Regions from separate parts of the Mus musculus genome. Here regions 2, 3 and 4 are each linked to region 1. Evidence: chromatin contacts called from public promoter capture Hi-C data. All regions are on one chromosome and are shown on one strand. Each heading gives the region's core, a stretch centred on a gene start, on an enhancer-like site or on the middle of the called end of the contact. The rest is flanking DNA. Distances are from core to core; before and after follow the strand shown.

Region 1 (5,080 bases), core at 341-2,840:
CACATTGCAGGGAGTGGAGTTAAGATGCTGATGTCAGTTATATTCCTCAGCCACTCTCTACCTTATTTATTTAATGTGTATGAAAGCCTTTCCTTTGTGTGTGTGTGTGTGTGTGTGTGTGTGTGTGTGTGTGTGTGTGTGTGTGCTCATGAACACACACACACAGGCAATGTCTGGTGACTGCAGAAGTCAGAACGGTCCATATTGCCTGGAACTGTAGCTGCAGATGATTGTGAGCCACCATGTGGTGCTGGAAATCAAACCCAAGTCTTCTTCAAGAGCAACTGATGCTCTTAACCAGTGAGTCCGACTAGCGCCTCCACCTTACTTTTTTGAGACAGGGGCTCCCATTGAGCCTAGAGCTGGTTGTATCAGCTAGAAAGGCTGAGGAGTGAGTTCCAGTGACCCACCTGCCTCTGCTCCTTTTCCCTCAGTGCCAGAGTTACAGCCTCAGTACCCAGTTTTTCTGTAAATGCTGGGGATCTGAATTCAGGCTCTCATACTGCGAGAAGCAAAGACTTTACCAGCTGAGGCACCTTCCCAGCCAAGCATACATCTACTTCTAGGGACTGACTAAGCATTTTAGGTTCTTAAAGCATCTGGAGAGCTGAATATTGTAACACACACACACACACACACACACACACACACACAGAGAGAGAGAGAGAGAGAGAGAGAGAGAGAGAGAGAGAGAGAGAGAGCTCACCATTTCTAGAGAAGCTGGGAGCCAGAATGCCCATTCCCTGATGTAATGTCCAACTGCAGTCTCAGGAGACAGCAGCCTTTGCCTGCATTGCTAACCTTTTACCAGCTTCACCCCCATCCCAAGGAGAAATAAGGACCGAGAACACAGTAACTTGAGCCCCAATTAGCATAATATAAAAACAACTTAGTCATGTTTTCCATGGGCTTTTCCAACCCAGAACTCAAAGCATAAAGCAGGCAGAAAGAGATAAAAATATACACGTGGAACTATAAATAGATGCATACTGTCTCGAAATGCAATGCCAATATCTGTGGCCCAAGTGAGCAGCTGTCTCTAGGGAACCCAGTCAGATGGAGCAACCTGAGGACTTTCCCCTTCTCAAACTGTAGTGTGAGAATCCACAGGAGGGGGAAGGTCCCGCCCCATGGCTCGGTATGGAAGGGGTTAAGTCCTCAGTCATCCTATTCTGAGGTGATTTACAATGATGTGTAGAGTTTCAAAACTTTTCCCAGCCCAAGCACAGCCCTCTCCTTCCTCTCCAGGTTCACAGACTCTCCATGTACTGAGAGGGGAAGGAGGCGTGTTTTGCTGATCTGTTAAATTCTTAGTGAAGTTTTCTTGATTTCCAGTGCTGTTGTTTGAGTTTGGTTTGGAGCAAACCTGAAGTAGCCCTGACATTTCTGGGATGGAATCCAGATGAGGAAAAAATAGAAGGAGAAGGGGGAGAAAAGGGAGAAGAGAAGGTGGGGGGAAATAAAGGGAGGAGAGACGGAAGGGAAGGGGGAAATTGTCCCTTTTCACATTCAGGCTTCTCTGTTTTCCCTCAGCCTGGAAAACATATTAATCCTGGTGTTTTTTTTTTTTTTTTTTTTTTTTTTTTTTTTTTACGCTCGGAAACAAAGGGACTCGGCCAGACTGCAGGAGGGGAAGGGTGATAAGAAGTTCTGGGAAAACTCCACAGAAGGGAAGAGCGAGATTCAGAAATCACTAGGACTTCACTTTCAGGAAGATCCCTGTGGCAACCAAGGACCGGCACACACAGACCCAGGAGAAACTGCAGACAAATGGAGATACAAACGGTCCCAAGGACAGCAGCGTTCACCTCCTCCCACTGGACCAGAAGGTAAAAGACACAGCCAGCAAAAGGAATCGGCCCAGGCTGGGCTCCCTGGGGCTGCTTTGCAGACAGACAAGGAGACAGAGAGCAGGAAGGAACCGATCTCACCTAGGAAACTGTCCTGGGGACCAACCTTCACGTTTCTCTGGAAAGCCTCTGCAAGCATCTCCATGAACCACTGTGTAAGTGTGCCAACCTTGCTCTCTGGTGTTTGTTTCCTTGTTGCTTGTTTGAAGACATGAAGTGTGAATGCACATTCACAGTTAGAATTCATAATTAGCATGCTCAGTTTACACAGTCTCTGGTGCATCTGGGCACAGCTGAGGCAGAGCAGGCGTGCCTCATGCCTGCCGCCTGTAAATCAAAGCTGGATTTCCTGCTTAAAGACTGACTCTGCTAAGCACTGACAATCGCAGCAGTTTAAGAGAAGCCCTCTCTCTGTTTGCCCTCCTCTGCTTGCCCTCCTTTTTCTTCTTTAACTATCTCCTGCCCTTTCTTTTTGGCCAAGTTAGAGAAAGAGATCATGCCCAGCTCTGCTTGCAATTAATGACTTTTTTTCTTTTCTTTTTCTCCCTTCTCATTTTATGTTATTTTCATTTTTGTATTATACCCCCTCTGCGTCCCCAAGTGGATAATACAATGATGTGGAAAATGGGACCCCACTTCACCACGCTCTTGGCCATGTGGCTGGTGTGTGGCTCAGCATCTCATTCTCCTGCCTTGGATAGCGACAGCCACACTGGACGGAAAGTACCTTTGGTTTCTCCAATCAGCAGTAGGTCAGCTCGGTATCTGAGGCACACCGGGAGGTCTGGTGGAGTTGAGAAATCCACCCAGGAAGAACCAAATCCTCAGCCTTTCCAAAGGAGGAAGAGTGTACCAGTGTTGAGATTAGCTCACCCGACCATGAGACCACCCCCCTCAGGTATCAATGGAGTTCCAGTCAGACCTGAGGTGAGACCCATAGCTAGGAGCTCGGCGCGTGAGATGGTCCGAGATGAGGGGTCTTCTGCTCGGACAAGAATGTTGCGATTCCCCTCTGGATCTAGCTCTCCCAATATCCTGGCCAGCTTTGCAGGAAAGAACAGGGTATGGGTCATCTCAGCCCCTCACGCCTCAGAGGGCTACTACCGCCTCATGATGAGCCTCCTGAAGGACGACGTGTATTGTGAGCTGGCAGAAAGGCACATCCAACAGATTGTGCTCTTCCACCAGGCAGGCGAGGAAGGGGGCAAGGTACGGAGGATCACCAATGAAGGGCAGATCCTGGAGCAGCCTCTGGACCCCAATCTCATCCCAAAGCTGATGAGCTTCTTGAAACTGGAGAAGGGCAAGTTTAGCATGGTGCTGTTAAAAAAGACTCTGCAGGTGGAGGAGCGCTACCCTTACCCGGTCAGGCTGGAAGCCATGTATGAGGTCATTGATCAAGGTCCCATCCGCAGGATCGAGAAAATCAGGCAGAAGGGTTTTGTCCAAAAGTGTAAGGCCTCGGGCATAGAGGGCCATGTAGTCCAGGAAGGAAACGAGGGCGGTGGAGGAGCAGGAGGTACAGGCCTGGGCGGTGATAAGAGGAAAGAGGACCCAAGGAGAACACAAGTCCACCCCACCAGAGAGGCTCCGAGAAAGCAGGCCACCAGCAAGGCAGCCACTCCTCAGCCTCCCCCAACTCCAAGGGCCACCACCCTTCCTCCTGCTCCAGTCACGACAGCCACTCGGGCCACATCCCGGGTAGTGACAATAGCCGCAAGACCTACAACCACCACTGCCTATCCAGCTACCCAGAGGCCCTGGACATCCCGGTTGCATCCCTTCTCAGTCTCCCACAGGCCCCCTGCAACAGCAGAGGTGACCACTGCCAGGGGCCCCTCCGTCTCAGAGCAGCTATACCCTCTACCTCGGAAGGAGCAACAGAGAGAGAAGCCACAGGCCACCAGGAGGCCCAGCAAAGCCACCAACTATGGAAGCTTCACAGCCACCCCACCTCCCACCCTCTGGGAGGTCAGCGCAAGAGTTGTGGGCACAAGCCGTTTCCGGGACAACCGGACAGACAAACGGGAACATGGCCATCAGGACCCAAATGCGGTGCCAGGTCCTCACAAGCCAGTAAAGGGGAAGCTGCCCAAAAAGAAGGACAGAATTCTCAGCAACGAATATGAAGACAAGTATGACCTCAGCCAGCCCACCTCCTCTCAGGGGGAGGAGGAGCGGCAGGTGGATAGCGTTCCCTCGCAGAATGCCAAGGAGTCGAAAAAGCTTGAAAAGCTCGAGAAACCTGAGAAGGAGAAGAAGAAAAAAGGGAAGAGTGCAAAACAAGACAAGTTACTCAAGAGTGAAAAGCAAGCGAAGAAAGCTGAGAAAAAGACCAAACAGGAGAAAGACAAGAATAAGAAGAAAAAGGCGGGTAAGACAGAGCAGGATGACAATCAGAAGCCCACCGCAAAACATCTCGCTCCAAGTCCCAAGAAGTCAGTGGCCGACCTGTTGGGGTCTTTCGAAGGCAAACGAAGACTCCTCGTAAGTAACCTGTTTGGCATTTTCCTCTGTGTGCTGAGGTGGGGGCGTTGACGTGTTTGTTGTGTATGCGAAATCACTTCTTGGACGACGGACTGAGGCTTCATGTTCAAGCAGGTTTGGAGGCAGTGTATGGTGGTTCATGCCTTTGATACTAGCTCTTGGGAGGTAGAGGTAGATGGGTTTCTGTGAGTTCAAGGTCAGTTCAAGGTCGGTCTGGTCTCCATAGTGAGTTGGTGGTTGTGAAACTCAGAGACACGTGGGCAGATATCTTTTCTCTAGGAAGGCTGCCTCCTCCTTTACTGTCCCAGTTACTAGAAAGAGTAGACAGAATCTCAGGGTGGCATTGGATTGAGTTACTGGCTCTGGTTTCTAGTCCGCAGAGGTTTGTATGAGTTTGGAGTCAGCTGTCAGTTTCTTCTGAGCCTGTGTTGGAAACGGGCGTGTGTGCCCAGGTTGGGGAAAGGAGATACTCAACCCTGGGTTCTGTTTTGCCTGGTGTTGTGAGTACCACTAATGGTGAGTGTGTACATTCAAATCAGGAACCTTCTCTTTGGGCATTCCTCGCCACTGTCTATGAAATAGTAAAAGGGTCTAGATAAATATAAAAAGGGGGTTAGACTGGAATAAGTCAATCCTAAATGGAAGGTCTTTCTCCATCAAAGAAAGAACCACAGCTTCTCCTGTTTATGACCCCGTCTGCCTGTACCCAGAACTCCAAGATTTCTACCCTAACCTTGGCTTCT
Region 2 (4,821 bases), core at 1,662-4,161, 520 kb after region 1:
GGCCACACCTCCAAATAGTGCCACTCCCTTTGCCAAGCATATACAAACCATCACAAATCAGCAGCAGTGGCACTATCCAGCAGAAACCTCCAGGCCTCTGGGAGGAGACAGGGTTTGAAGAATGCAAAGACAATGAATGGAGAGTTACCCCTCAATCTGAAACAAGCATCAGGAGAGGGGAGACGCGTTCTCTACCAACAGCTTATGAGGATATCAGTGTATTTATGGAGGAAGGGGTGGTTAGCCTCGTTTTGAAGAGGAAGCAATGGAACTTAGAGAATTCAGATAAATTGCTTGATATCTTCACTATGTGATGGACTCACTATACAGTTGTGAGCTGGTTTAATCATGTGCCATTTGCTAGGCTGCTGAGGTTGTCTTGGTCTTATTTTCGAAATCTAGGCTACTAAAGAGAAGTATACAGGCCCAATTTCAATGATTGTCAGTGTCCGGCTTGATGCATAGTCTGGATTGTAAAGATCCTATGTAAAACTCCAACGTAGGAATTGATCCTGTCACAGAGATCTAGATCTCTGCCACACCCGAAGCTCAACAACAACCTGAAAAGAACATGTAGAGCTCTTTTATTCCTACTCGCCTACAAAAAGCAGGAACTGGTAGCAAGATAACCACAGAATTCACATATAAAAAAGCTCTAGAGTTTGTGACTGTCAGAAATCCAGTAAAGCACGGTTATTCAGATCTTGTTACCTTATTATATAAAAGTAGAGGGGAATCGTTTTTACACTGGTGGTTAACTGCCCACACAACAGCAAACAAGGAGTAGATAAGGGCAAAGATCTCAGCTCATAAATCTCACTGGTATAAATATCCAGGTTTTTGTTTCTAGTTCAGGGAGTGTAATTTCTTACAGGTCTTAAGTACTGGAGTAAATGCTGATGGGACTAAAGAGAGAAGAGCTCAGAGATTTCCTTTTTGGACTTGTAACACTTTCACCTGTGCAGTGGGAGCAGTTTATTTAGCCCCAAGTCTGTACCACACCAACAATGTAGTGAATGCCCAGCTCCACCTCTTGCAGAATCAACACATTTTCTTTCCTGGTATCTGAGACTTCCACAGCTCAGTGTCTTCATCTAGTGGTCGGTAGTAAAACTGAAACTTGAAAACTGGGATTCAATAACCCAAAATGACAAGGCAGACTGATTTTTCAATCCCCGCCCCTAATGCTTTGACTCTGGTTGTAAACAGCCAGTGTAAACATTTGGGGAGAATTAGGAGGTGTGGCCTTGTTAAAGTATGTGTGACCTTTTTTCAGTTGTGGGGGAGGGTGGTGGTGGTGGTGGTTAAAGCTTTCAAAAAAATCCCAAACAAGGCAAAGTCCTTGTTCTCTCTGCTGCCTGCAGATCAGGATGTGAAGTTCTCAGCGACTGCTCCTAGGCCACGCCTGTCTGCTTTCCACCAGAGTGAATCCCCTGAAACTGGAAGCAAGCCCACAATTACTTTCTTCCATACGGGGTGATTTGTTCATATTGTCTTTCACAGCAACAGAACAATAACTAAGACAGTCCCCATCCTGCTGTTTGCCTTAGATATGACTTCTGTATTGCTGAAAGTCAAATAAAGAAATATATCTCCTCTGTTCTGCTCACTGTTGAGCCCAAGGTCCTCGGCACACAGTAGGTTCTCAACACACACTTGTTGACGGGATGAACAAATGAGTAACCAAACAAGAAACAACCATCATTCAAACGATGATTGCAGTCCCAGGATTCATTTAAGCAGTATAACTTATATACAGTTTACACATCCTTAGTACCATAGTAAAGAAGGCACAGACACACAGCCACTACGGTGGAGACAAAGAACAAGATCCTTTCCTAATATCATTGCCACCTGTCTGTGCAGGGAGTGGGGTGCTCCTGGCAAGCAGTCCAGGAGATATTCAGGTTATTTCTGGGTCCTGGGAGTCTGGGCCTCTGAAATGCAAGGTATCTGCAGCAATATGGACTCAAATTCTGCCTTTAGAGGGCAGCCAAGAGCAATAGCAATAAGGCTCTGTGTTTAGGGAGTCTTTGATAGCCCTAACCAACAGCTCAAAAGATGATTTATAAAGGGTGGTGCTGCCGTTTCGGTTAGATGAATTTTGACTTTTGGAGGAGGCATTGTCAGACAAGATGGGGAATTTTTATTTAAACCAATATATTTATGCACGGACTTCCATAACTACAGGTATTTTTAGGTAGAGAGCTAGTAGTATGACTCCTTATGACTTTTTCAGCCATCCTTACTGTTATTTTACCTTCTTCCTTCTGGATTTATCATCCTTCACACACACACACACACACACACACACACACACACACACACACACAGTAATTAGAGTGCTCCTATTTTTCCCATTTCCCACATCAAACCATTTTACCCTATGATTCCCCTCTCTATGGCTCTGTGGCCACTTCACTCAGCAATGGTCCCTCTCAACTTGCCTTGTTTGTACAGTTACTCCAGTATATGTGCTCGTGAGTACATTTTGAAAGTTTATATATGCCCAGCTAGACTGTGGCTTGATTCTGTTTTCCCTTTTGGAGTTTTTTTTTTTTTTTGAGGGGGGGTATTTGATATTTCAGACTTTTTTGTTTTGTTTGCTTCTAAACAATGATCCTCTCCCATTTGACTTTCTTACTAAATACAGGTGTCTGCCATGGAAAATCTCCCATGGTTCCTCCGTTAGGAAAAGCCTGGGACTCCCTAGTGGCTAACCCTCTCCCTAACCAACCTTTTTTTCCTTTGGTTAATAGTCTGGTGCATCAAGGCCCTGGTCTTTCAAGACACACAAATGTGCCTCTCATCTCCCCCTCAGCCTCTTCCTCCACCATCCAGCAGGCACCTCCTCTTTCTGACTCTACACGGGTGACCAGAGCAGCTCTGAAGCTACTGTCAGTCGGAAACTGCCAGTTACAGAGCACAGTGCCAGACCAAGGTGCAAGCCGGCTGAGAAGGAAGTGGAGACTACCAGAGGGAAGGTGCTGAGGGGCCTGCCTCATGGGGAACTGTTTGCAGAGGACAACCAGGTGAGCTCACTCCCTCCTGCGAGCAGAGACCTGAGCCAGAGGTGAAAGAAAAAAAGAGGACAGCTTTTAGGGTGAATGGACTAGGGAAGGGGTGTGACAAGAATTCAGTCCCTCCTGAGCCATACACCATGTGACTATCCTTACAGGTTTTCACACACAGAGACAATGAGAACATAAGAACAGGTGAAATGAGAGAAAGAACTTATTAAAGGAGGACTCCTGTCCATCTAAGAAATGAAACAGCTGTCCTGGGGCTGGGGAAAGGCATCCTTTCTTGGGCCCTGGATGTTCCTGAATGAGTTATATGTGCCCACCCTTTCGGGGAGTCTTTATAAATTTAAAATAAACACCACATTTCCTGCCATGTTGAGACGGCAGTTAGTACACTTATAGGCGGGTTAAGGAAAAGGTCTTGTCACTAGGGAGAAGACTTGCCTTCATCTTCCTGGACTTTGGTCTCCTCATTTTAAATGGAAAAAAAATTTATAATCCTACCCGGAGGTTCCAAGTGTAGATGGTGGCACCATGGTCCCTGACAGAGAAGGTCTCAGTGATGGGGGACTCTTCTCAATTTTCAGAGCAAATTTTTCATTCAATCAAAGAGAACACATGTAAAAGAAAATATGATCACACAAAATAAGAGAATTTCTATGGTATAAAGTTAGGTGATCTATAGAGGTCTGGCAGGGGGTCTTCCTTGCTGCCTTGGTCTTATATAACATATAAAGGGGAACATAGAAAAATGACGTCTTACACAAATGCTACTTACCCAAAGGAGGCTTGGCAGTATTCACGTCTTTTCCAGAGAGCCAGTATTTGCCCTGGACTCTCCCAAGCCTCCTCCTGCTTCTAGTAGCCTTAGTAAGATTATGAATGGCTGCCCTTATAGCTCCCTGTGACATCCTGTAAAGCACAATTGCTTCTTAATTTCTGCTCACTGCTTTGTGAATGCCTGGTTCTTGCCTTTGTTTCTGGCACACAGCAGGTACTCAGTGCTAGACTGATGACTGGAAGCATTCCTGAGGAGAGAGAAAGCAAAATGAAGATATGGTATAGATGAAGAAGCAGTGATAGATGACATACCTGCACTTTCGTGTTTCAGAACTTTGCTGTGGGGTTAAGTGGTGTAGCACCAAAGTATATTTACTATGAGAAGGTGAAGTGTATAGAAATACAAGCAGAAGAAGATGAGATGAGCTGCTAACCACACTTAGAGTTACAGCTTTATACCCACAGTCTTTATTTTAGCTCCTATATCTGATAGTCACTTGTATTTCCTTTTCTACTAAGAGCCAGTATGCCTTCAATTAATTTTTCTTTGAGGTTTAGTGTATTACGTTTCTGAAGTTAAAAGCTATTTGTATTTTTAATGGTTTCTTTTCATAAATATTGCAGAAATTAATATTGTTTTCTAGTCTGTGGTTTGATTTTTATTATCTGTGTTCATTACATTTTAAAGATGATCCAATTCTTTCAGGAAATCCCTTAGGTTTCTTTCCCTGTGCTCATTCCTGGTAGTCCTTCCTTACCAATTCACACACTCATTGTTTTAGTGTGTGATTTATTAATTTACATTTAGTCTTATACATCAATGCATGGTTCAGATATTATTTTGTATCCCTAAATAATTGCCCAGTTATTCCAGCATCCCTCTTCCTATGCTGGCACCTGTTGTCCATCTTTCTTCTTTTATCCCCGTGGGCACATTCCTTTCTATGTCTCTGTAGATCAGAGGACAGAAAATATCTCTTCCTAACAGGAAGAGCCCAAGGTCTTAGAGAAAAGCATT
Region 3 (4,589 bases), core at 468-2,967, 560 kb after region 1:
ACCCCATTCTATCAGTTATTGAAATTTTCCTATTTAGACACCTACAACGCCAAATTACAAGGAAGTCTGGCACATCTACATACGTCTGACTAACAAGGAAGTCACTAGGACACTGAAGCCTATTCTTTACAAAGCAGGTGCTACGCAAATGTAAGATTCTGATACCTGGTATGGATTTGGCGTGTTCTCAACTGTTCTCTAGGGCTCTCAGGGCCTAAACGGAGCATATGGTATTAACATTGTTTCACATAAATGGAGCATATGACATTAAGATTGTTTCACAGCGTCTCTGGGCTCAAACACTTTTTCCCCCCTGGAGAATGTCTCAATCTTTGGGGATGTACTGGGCCTGACTAACTTGAGGTAAGTATTTCTAATTCTCCTGCCCAGGCTCTGCCCTGGAGAATCATACAGAAAGTTCCTGATTATGGCTTCTTGCACTGGCCTTCAGGCATTACCTTCCGATTTTCACTCATCTGTGGTCTTATTTCATACAAACAGAAGGTGCCAACTTAGACTCCAGGGTACTCATAAAATAAGGCATTGCCACACAGTGTTTTCAGGAATCACAGTGGACCAAGAGTAATGTTTTCGAGCTTTGAATTCTACTAAAGTCAGAACTTGAGCCCAAGAGGGATGGGGGTGGAGTGGGGTGAGAAAAACCAGGCTAAAACAATGCGTCCAGAAAATTGAGTGTGCCCAGTAAAACTCAAGTAAACCTTTGGAGTTGATGAGAAGACAGGTGGCTCAGCATTCAAACTCTCTGATGTTTTACAAGTATTTGATCTGTGAGTAATGTTATGATATCAGAGAAGGGTTCAACCTACACACCCTTAAGGACTTCCTCAGAGATGAAAAGACAGTGAGGCTAGTTCTTAGGTAGAACTTAGAAAGTATTTCCCTTGTACTAAGCTGGCAAGTTCACAACAGTTCACAACCCTCAGTCTGGACGCAGCAGCTCTTTCCTCCTCGTGTTCTTTGCCTGCTTTTCTTCTGGAGGAAGCAGTGGCCAAAGTGGGAGATAACAAAATGTGTTTGAAGGTGGGGGGAGGGCGCGGAGGACATAGGGCTGGTTAAAGGTAGGAGACAGTGGATTGCACGCCCCTAGAGGTGGTGGTGGGGTGCTGGAAGGGAGAAAGGGGAGAGAGAGAAAGCGGAGAAGCGAACGGGGAGAGAGACAATATGATTCAATCCATCACTCTATTTTTATTTGGGAAAGAAAAACAAGTTAAAAGTTACATAATTTTCAAACAGCACCTCTACCTCTAAGGCTTTGCTCTCCATTGAAAGGAGCAGCCACGCCCCTCTACAGGATTCCTGAAGTCTCTAGGCGAGGTCCGAGTCTCATAATGGAGGGGTCTGATCTAAGAAATTCCAAAAGTTCTTGCTTTCTTTAACCTCCCCTTCTTTGCGTGTCCTGGGCGCTGGAAGGACGCTTTGGAGCCTTTAAGTGGTGCCAGGCCCCTTCCCTGCTGTCACGCCAGAACCCTAAGTCCTTACCTGGGCTGGGCTAGGGTCCTCAGCGGAGTTAGGCTGGATCCGAAGGTCATTGTTGAGAGGTGTCAGCTCTTCCTGAGGCCCGTCCAGCATCGAGAGCTCCAGCTCTTCCCGGGGCGATTGGGATCTGGACCCTTCTTCCATGGCAGCGCCGAAGACGGAGGCTCCGCTGAGAGGCAAGACTCTAGCACCTAAGGGTGCAGAGTCCAGCACAGGGAGACTACTCAGCTCACACTCCACCCACCAGGCGCGGCAGGTAGACCTCGGGCGGCGCCAGATAGGCCTGCGGTGGCGGACCTGGAGGGGAGGGGCGAAGCCAGAGAGAGTGGAAGCACTCCGGCTTTGGTTAGCTGACCTTGCTCAGGAAAGGTAGATGCAAGTGGGACCGGCTGTTTTTCAGGTTTGTTCAGGGTGCTAGCTGCAATGCCTTTCCGTGTGGATGCAGACCGCAGAAGCTCACAGGGCCTGATTGCAAGCTGGACTGTGGCAAGGAAGGGATAGGCAGGGTTGGGTGGGGAGGGTGTTGGGGGACGGGGGAGGGTGCGGTTCCGGAAACTTTCCAGCCTTCTACCTGGACCAGTGTGATGCTGAAACTTACTCCAGTACTCACTGTCTAGCGAGGGCTCATCTACCAAATCAACAAACAGCTATGAATCATCTTCCGTGTGCCAGGCAGCATGCTTGATTCCGAACACACGAAGATGAATAATACACAGCCCCGAAGTAATTTTCATACACTACCTCTACCTCTATGGCTTTGCTCTCCATTGAAAGGAGCAGCCACGCCCCTCCTGATTCAGGCACAGGGGCAGTATCAGTATCCCTTAGACTAGTAAGGGCAATCGGCACTGTGTGAGTTCTTCATACGCTTGTGTTTCTCAGCACAGAAGACAGTGACTCGCAGAAGCAAAAATTCATAAACATTACTGATTTACTGATTATTGTTTATCTTTGAGAGGAGGGGTCATGAACACCGCACCTGAAGAAAAGGCCCATGTGTCAGGAAGCATACAATGCCTTCCACACCCCATGCACAGCTCAGAACTGGCTTAGTGAGCCGGGAATTACGTTTGCAAAGCAAAGTGTGTATTGGGTATTGGTCCAAAGATCTTGCCTCTAGCTAAACCTTCTTTTCAGAACCACCATCCTCTCCCCATTTCCTTCCTCTCACATAGATAGTTATTAAGACCAGTTTGAGGATTCCAGAAATATTTGGAAATATCTCTTTTCTTTGCAGTGCTAGGGGCTCAGCCCAGGTATATGGCCCTACCCCTGGGTTTTATCACCAGTCACCAGAGAGATGCTGTTATTGTGATGTTTATCCTTAATCCCAAAGAAAGTGTTTTTAGAAAATTGAACTAAGTACTATGAACTGGAAATACTCATTATCACAGGGTAGTCATAATTTGCCAATCACTTTTACTAATTTGGAAAATAACATTTCCTGTTCTCTGTCCTTTCAATTCTACTTTCTCTACAGTTCTGTGCAGTGCTCTGAGTCCTGTTTAATATAGTGTTACTATTTCTCCTTTGAAATTCTTTTTCATCCCATTTTACTTGTTTGGTGCTACGGTTAACTCTGCCCTCTGACAGGAAAAATACGGTTCTAATATGGAGTGAGACACTCTCTAAATTAAGATAAATCAAGAACTGGGATGGGCTGAGCAAGTACTATAGACTTACAGCTATTCAAACCATGCATTACGAGGCTTTGAGAACAAATTGAAATCTTGGCCCTTTAAATTTTACAAAAACAACCAGAAGCCAGGAGATAGCATACCTGAAAAGTTTGACTTTCAGAACACTCACCCAAAATGCATCTGGCCTTTCACTGCTGGCCACCTGTGTGACCAAGAGCTCAGAGGTATGCCTCAGTCCACCTCTTACCATTCTGCTTTCTGTCGCTTAGTGAAGATTGGAAACCCTGAGTTTTGTGTGGGGTGGGTCAGTTTCTTTGTAGGCAACATGATGCTGTGCACCCATGATCCATCTTGATGCCGACAGATCAAATTGCATTGGAAACCAACACATTTGCTACCTCCTCTGCCAGTTACTGAGTTTTGCTAAATTTCCATTTATGAGGTGCCTTTGTTTTGTGCATTGAGTTTTGTGATAATGCTGACAGTCAGGTATGGCTTCCCAGAGATATCTTACTATGTGCCATGTTTGTCTCAATCCTTGTAAATGTCTCTTCTTGCATTGGAACACAGAGGAAGAACACCTATCTCTCTAAGTTCTCACTTTATTTTAGAGACTTGGTTTGTGCCATTACTTTAGTTTTCTTCCATCCATGAGTCAGTAACATTTTGATATTTTTGAATTAATATCATTATATCCTTGGGGACTTTTATGGAATATATATTAATTTGTCTGCCTTACAATGAATATTAGTTATGTGCTCAATCTGACACTTTCAGTTGAAAAAATGATTAATTTTATTGATAATACTTACATTCTTTTTCAAGGATCTATCCTCATATAAGTCACAGTTAACAATCCATCTGTTACAGTTACAAAAGAGAAGGGACATACTTATGAATCCAGGGAACAAAGCTTGACACCCTTGTGTAGACACCAGGAAAATTGGGTCTTCCACATCCATGTCCCCAGCTAACAATGCCAGTCAGAATCCATTTTCCATCACTCTTTCTTCGACAAGACAAAGGTCCTCCTGAATCTCCCTATGCAAAAAGACAATGTAAGCATGAAGACATCTGTCTCATGAGCACCCAGGCCATCATTTATGTGTCTAGTGGATTATGTTCAAATGTCACCTTCTGACATGGTTTTGCTCGTATAATCACTATGTAGGAGAAAGCAATTTCTCCTACAAATCCCCCAAGAATTTACTACTAGTATTCATTGCATCTGTGAAAGGAGTAGTCGTAGTAGGACTGATGCCTAATGAGTGTTAACTATATGCCCTGCACTGCCCAGGGTCATTTTATCGTTAAAACAACATCACAGTTATCTTTGAAGATTAATTTCCATCTGTGGACCATGCCTCTTAAGCAGTTGGCTCATTGGCCCAAGGACAAAGAAGAAAAGAGTCAGCCAGGTCCATGGAAGCACCCCTACGAGCCACTGGCTAC
Region 4 (4,528 bases), core at 889-3,388, 540 kb before region 1:
AACAGGACATCCAGATGTATGGACACCCAAGCCCTTCATGTTGATCTAACAAGACCTTTTTAATGGTTTCCACGCTATTCTGGAGAAGACTTATGGCCAAGGCAAAAGATGCAAAAAGAAAAAGAAAGGAAGGAGAGAGGAAGGGAAGGAGGGAATGGAAGAGGGGAAGGAGGGAGAGAGGGAAGAAGGAGGGAAAGAAGATCATGGGGCGAGGTTACTTAGATTTAGAAGCCAGTGGTAGAATAAATCAGAAGTGTTTACAATATTCAAGAATCCATGATGCTACATTCATTAAGCGATCTGTGCTTTCAAAATTCTGGACAACAAAGAGCTAGGTGACAAACGTGCTGGTCCAGGACATTTCAGGCACATGGCCTGAAGCAGAAGCACGCTTTTCCAGTCATCCGGTAAGAGGTAACTCCAGTTCACACACTTGCTGCCATGGAGCTTGCTGGGAAAGAATAAGGGAGCACACGGCACCTCACCACACCCAGAAAGTGCCTGTTTGGGATTGCTGGTATGTGGTTTGGGTATTCTTAGACGAAACTGCCACATCCCTAGAGGACAACTCTTGTTTCAAGGGACTGAGCATGGGTCACCCCATCTCCAAAAGTCAACAGAGCCACCTCCAGGTTGACCAGTCTCTCAACCCCTGAGTTCTTTTCCACCAGGAAAACCGACAGACCCTTCGTAATCCCCGCAGAAAGTTCATTTTGCCTTTCCCTTTCTTCCACAGCCTTCTCTACCACTTGACCCACAAAATCACTTCTCAACCTTCTCATAGTTAATAGAAACAAAACCCCAGTGGGACACCACACACACACACACACACACACACACACACACACACACACACACACACACCTCTTGCTGATGCTTTACTCTCACAGACACCTCTGGATGCCAATTAATTCAGTGCCTCCCATCCACCGGTCCAGCCAAGAAGATTTTTTAAGAGCTGTTTAGCTTTTGGTCTCCCTTGGTCCCTGACTTAGGATTTTCCTTTTAAAACCTCGCTGATAACTTCTCCCCTTAAAGAAGCAAATCGGTGTCGAGTGTGGGCTTGTTCCCACCGCTTGGCTGTGCAACCAGGGCACCCTGTCAGCCCTTCGGGGTGAGTTTGGGAAGATGTCTGAATCTTCCTACCACCGGAGCAGCTTCCGGGAACCGCGGGAGCTAACCGAGCCAGACCGGGCAAGAGAGGGAAGCCCGGCGGCCCTCGGCTGGGCGGAGGAGCACAAGCAGTGGCGGCTCCGGGAACTTCGTGCGGCGTCAGGCCCTGACTCTAGTCGGATCCAGTCAAGCGCTGGGATTCCGGGCAAGAGCCCAGCTCAGAGATCGGAGCGCAAGCCCGAGTCCAGCTCACCGCTCCAAGCTCCAGTCTGAGCCCCAGCCCAGCGCTCGAGCTCCAACCCAGAGATCCAAACTCCGTCTGAACCCCAACAGAACACCCTGAGCCCCAAAGTGAGCCTCCAGCTTGAAACCCAGTCAAGCACTAGGGGCCCCAACCCCGGTCCTAGCCTAGCTGCCGGAGCCCCAGGCGGAGCCCCAGCCCAGCGCTTGGAGCCCGCGCCCTGCAGCACGTCTCCCGGGAGCCCTCGGCATCCCAGGACGGGCGGCCGCCTCCCACACGCCTCCTATCCCCAAACCAACAAATAAACACAACTTTTTATGAAAAGAAAACAAACTTCAGCGACATGACTCACCTCGCCTGCAGCCGGAGCCTGGGAAGAGGGGGCCGGGACTCCGGGTCCCGCGTGGTGAAGCGGAGAAGGGCCACACGGCCCCCGCGCACACCGACACACACACGCACAGCGCGGTGACACAAGAGGACACACACCACGGCAGAGTGGCCGCAGCCGGAGCAACAAAAGAGCCCAGGACCCAGAAGTTGCGGCCGGAGGAGGAAGGGCTTGTGTGGCCGCGGCGGGTACGAGGTGCGAGAGTGTGAGAATGCGGCCGGCCGGAGCTGACACCAGCGAGACCCAGCTCAGGGTCCCCACTGCAGGAAGCCAGAGCCGTGGTGGCAGCGGCGGCAGCAGGCGGGCAAGGCAGAGGACGCCGCGCCCAGCGCACCCAATCCCTCCATATGGAAGACGCTTTTTTGGATGACTGAACTTGCAAACAATTCCTTCTTTTGCTTCTCCTGCCTAGGAGCCTCCCATTACCGCTCGAAGAGGGGAGGGGAGCCGAGGAGGCGGGGAGGAGGGGGAGGAGCAAAAGGGAGCAAAGCAAAAAAGTCTTGAAAAGGAAACTGGAGTGGGGGGGGGGGGGAGGGACCACAAGTCCCCCCCAATTTTAGAACAATTTTTCCCTTAACGCCTACTTTCTTTGCACTGCGTTAAATTCCCTCAGTCCTTCCAAATTATTTTCTTTGACCACACCAAAAGTGCCTTTCTCCCACGCGCGGGGGTGCCGGTCCACCCTGCTTAGCTTCACCTTGGACCCTTCCCTTGGCCAGCACTACCCCTCCTTCCCGTGCTGGCACCCACTTCTCAATTTCTCTATCATTCTGAACAAACAAACAAACCTACCAGATAATGCAATAAAAACAAAGTTACAATTAATAAAAGCAGGGCAATCCCCCAACCACCATCACCTAAATAAATAAATAAACAAACAAACAAATGTAAGGCAGGGCAAGGGCAATTAGGAAAATGATAAGAAACCTCATCATGGCAAAGCCATAAAACAGCCTTCCCAGACACTTGGCTGGCAGGGAAGGGTTTGCCAGGTCTTTGGCTTGACCTCCCCTTTCAGCATCCTAGGAAAGGGGTGGGGGGTGATGTCACGGAGAGTTAGTCCGTTACCTCCGTGTTGGTTGGAGAGAAAACATGCACACAGTAATTTTCAAACCCATTGTCGGGAACTTCTTTGGACAAATTGTTACAACGTAGATGGATGGGCTCCACCTCCAACTTCTGATTCAGCAAGTCTGTGCTAAGAAAGGATTTCTTTAGTTTTCAGGTGATCTGAAACTGTTAGTTCGGGTACACATTTAAAAACAAACAAACAACAACGGCAACAAAAACGCACTTTCACACACAAGCCCAATACTAAATTAAGTTGGCAACGCTAGATTTTCTAAAAATGCACCAGACTCTGTGAGAGTTTCTTATCCCTTATATTTTAGGAGTTAAGCCATTTGTCAAAGCCTTGTTCCAAGGTGGAGAGGAGGTGGCCCTTGGAGTGGGTCAGCCAGGGAAGAGCACGGTGAAGAGAGGTGCTGTCTTCCCTGAATGGCAGAACTGTGGCCTTGGGACTCAGAAAGTCACCATGTGACAGAAAAGAAATCACTTAAAAATTTTTTTTAGGTCACGGTTTTATTTTCTGTTGCTTTTGGTTGTCCTCAGCACATGATTCCAATTGAAGCAGTAGGAGGAAGGGAAAGATTCCACATTTTCCAGCATTCTTTCCTCCCCGAGTTTGTTAATTAGAGCAGGAGTCAGTCTCTGCACTGATTTATCTGGCATTTCTACATGCCTAGATTGCTGGGCATATCCCCGTGGCCAAATGGATCAAGGGGTGCCATAGTTTAATAAGACAGTGAAAGGGCTCTGAAATCCCTCTTTGAACCTCCCTCCAACCCCAACACACTTTCCTCCTTTTTAATTTCCATCAGTTTGGAGAACAGTCTGCAAGACCTGTTTCTCTCCCCCCTGTTCAGTGATGATGTTAGCCTCTGCCATCTCACTGTCCCTCTGTGGCACAACAGAGGACAGTGGGACCTGAGAACCACCCTGGGAACAGAAGTAATCCCCAGAGGAAAGGAAAACATCAGCTGACAGCTGACAGTTCCCTACTGTGTGAACACTGCCTTTCCCTAGAGCCCCAAACAGGTAATGGCCTGCTTTTCTTCTCCCCTTTCTCAAAGTTTTATTTTTTTATTTATTAAGGTTTTTAATTAATTTTATTTTCTTGTGCATGTGGGTGTTTTGGCTGCATGTGTATCTGTATACTATATAAGAGCCTGGTGCCTGTGGAGGCCAGAAGAGGGCATTGGATCTCGTGGAACTGGTGTTACAGAGAGTTGTAAATTGCCATGTGGGGGCTGGGAATTGAATCCGAATCCTCAGGAAGAGTAGCCAGTGCTCTTAACCACTGAGGTATTTCTCCAACCCCAGCTTTCTGCTTTTCAGAAGTACTTTCCAAATACCACTCCCACTGGCGATGGTGAGATTCAGTAATAACAAGGCACTTGGAGTTCTTAGATGTCCGTATTCCTACACTACCATGCACAGCCTAGCATCCCAGAGATGTCTCCTCCTACCTGCTCAACTTATTCTTCCCTTAGGGCTCTCCCTTCTTCCCACTCTGGACTTGAGGTCCACACAGTCTTTGCATTCGGAGTCAAAGCATTCATCCTTGCTCACATGTATTTAGCCAGGAGGGGGACCTTGCATCTCCCGCAGGCTGGCTGATCACCATGCCCACTTACTTGCCTGTGCTATGATTTAGGCTGAACACAGATCTGCAGCTTCAGACTCGCTGTTGGCACTCAGATGTGTTTATTGTTTTTGTGGATCTT

The links. Promoter capture Hi-C pulls out the DNA fragments that hold promoters and counts their contacts. Capture Hi-C pulls out chosen DNA fragments and counts their contacts.
Region 2: a promoter capture Hi-C map of pre-B cells shows a contact between it and region 1, with 5 times the contacts expected there. The contact joins the promoter of Gcsam here to the promoter of Ccdc80 in region 1. A contact is called at or near these places in 4 of 39 promoter capture datasets (hippocampal neurons, pre-B cells, second pharyngeal arch cranial neural crest and 1 more).
Region 3: a promoter capture Hi-C map of pre-B cells shows a contact between it and region 1, with 4 times the contacts expected there. The contact joins the promoter of BC016579 here to the promoter of Ccdc80 in region 1. A contact is called at or near these places in 3 of 39 promoter capture datasets (hippocampal neurons, liver and pre-B cells), 1 of 115 datasets of contacts at active chromatin or transcription factors (astrocytes) and 2 of 9 other capture datasets (adipose tissue and liver).
Region 4: a contact with region 1 is called in a promoter capture Hi-C map of adipose tissue, with 3 times the contacts expected there. The contact joins the promoter of Boc here to the promoter of Ccdc80 in region 1. A contact is called at or near these places in 4 of 39 promoter capture datasets (the 3T3-L1 cell line, liver and pre-B cells), 1 of 484 Hi-C or Micro-C datasets (uterus), 1 of 115 datasets of contacts at active chromatin or transcription factors (astrocytes) and 3 of 9 other capture datasets (adipose tissue, liver and macrophages).

The regions. Positions count from the first base shown.
Region 1 is chr16:45,092,421-45,097,500 of GRCm38.p6, forward strand. It overlaps Ccdc80 (coiled-coil domain containing 80), which reads left to right and starts at 1,591. Exons shown (of 8, transcript NM_026439.3): 1 at 1,591-2,005; 2 at 2,452-4,337. The coding sequence starts at 2,463.
Region 2 is chr16:45,607,529-45,612,349 of GRCm38.p6, forward strand. Gcsam (germinal center associated, signaling and motility) reads left to right here and starts at 2,912. Exons shown (of 5, transcript NM_008099.4): 1 at 2,912-3,032. The coding sequence starts at 3,004.
Region 3 is chr16:45,652,401-45,656,989 of GRCm38.p6, forward strand. It overlaps BC016579 (cDNA sequence, BC016579), which reads right to left and starts at 1,718. Exons shown (of 6, transcript NM_145389.2): 1 at 1,501-1,718. The coding sequence starts at 1,641. Tmprss7 (transmembrane serine protease 7) reads right to left here. Exons shown (of 18, transcript NM_172455.3): 18 at 3,917-4,178. The coding sequence ends at 4,008.
Region 4 is chr16:44,556,732-44,561,259 of GRCm38.p6, forward strand. It overlaps Boc (biregional cell adhesion molecule-related/down-regulated by oncogenes (Cdon) binding protein), which reads right to left and starts at 2,139. Exons shown (of 19, transcript NM_172506.2): 1 at 1,707-2,139. It overlaps Mir3081 (microRNA 3081), which reads right to left and starts at 1,398; the gene lies at 1,315-1,398.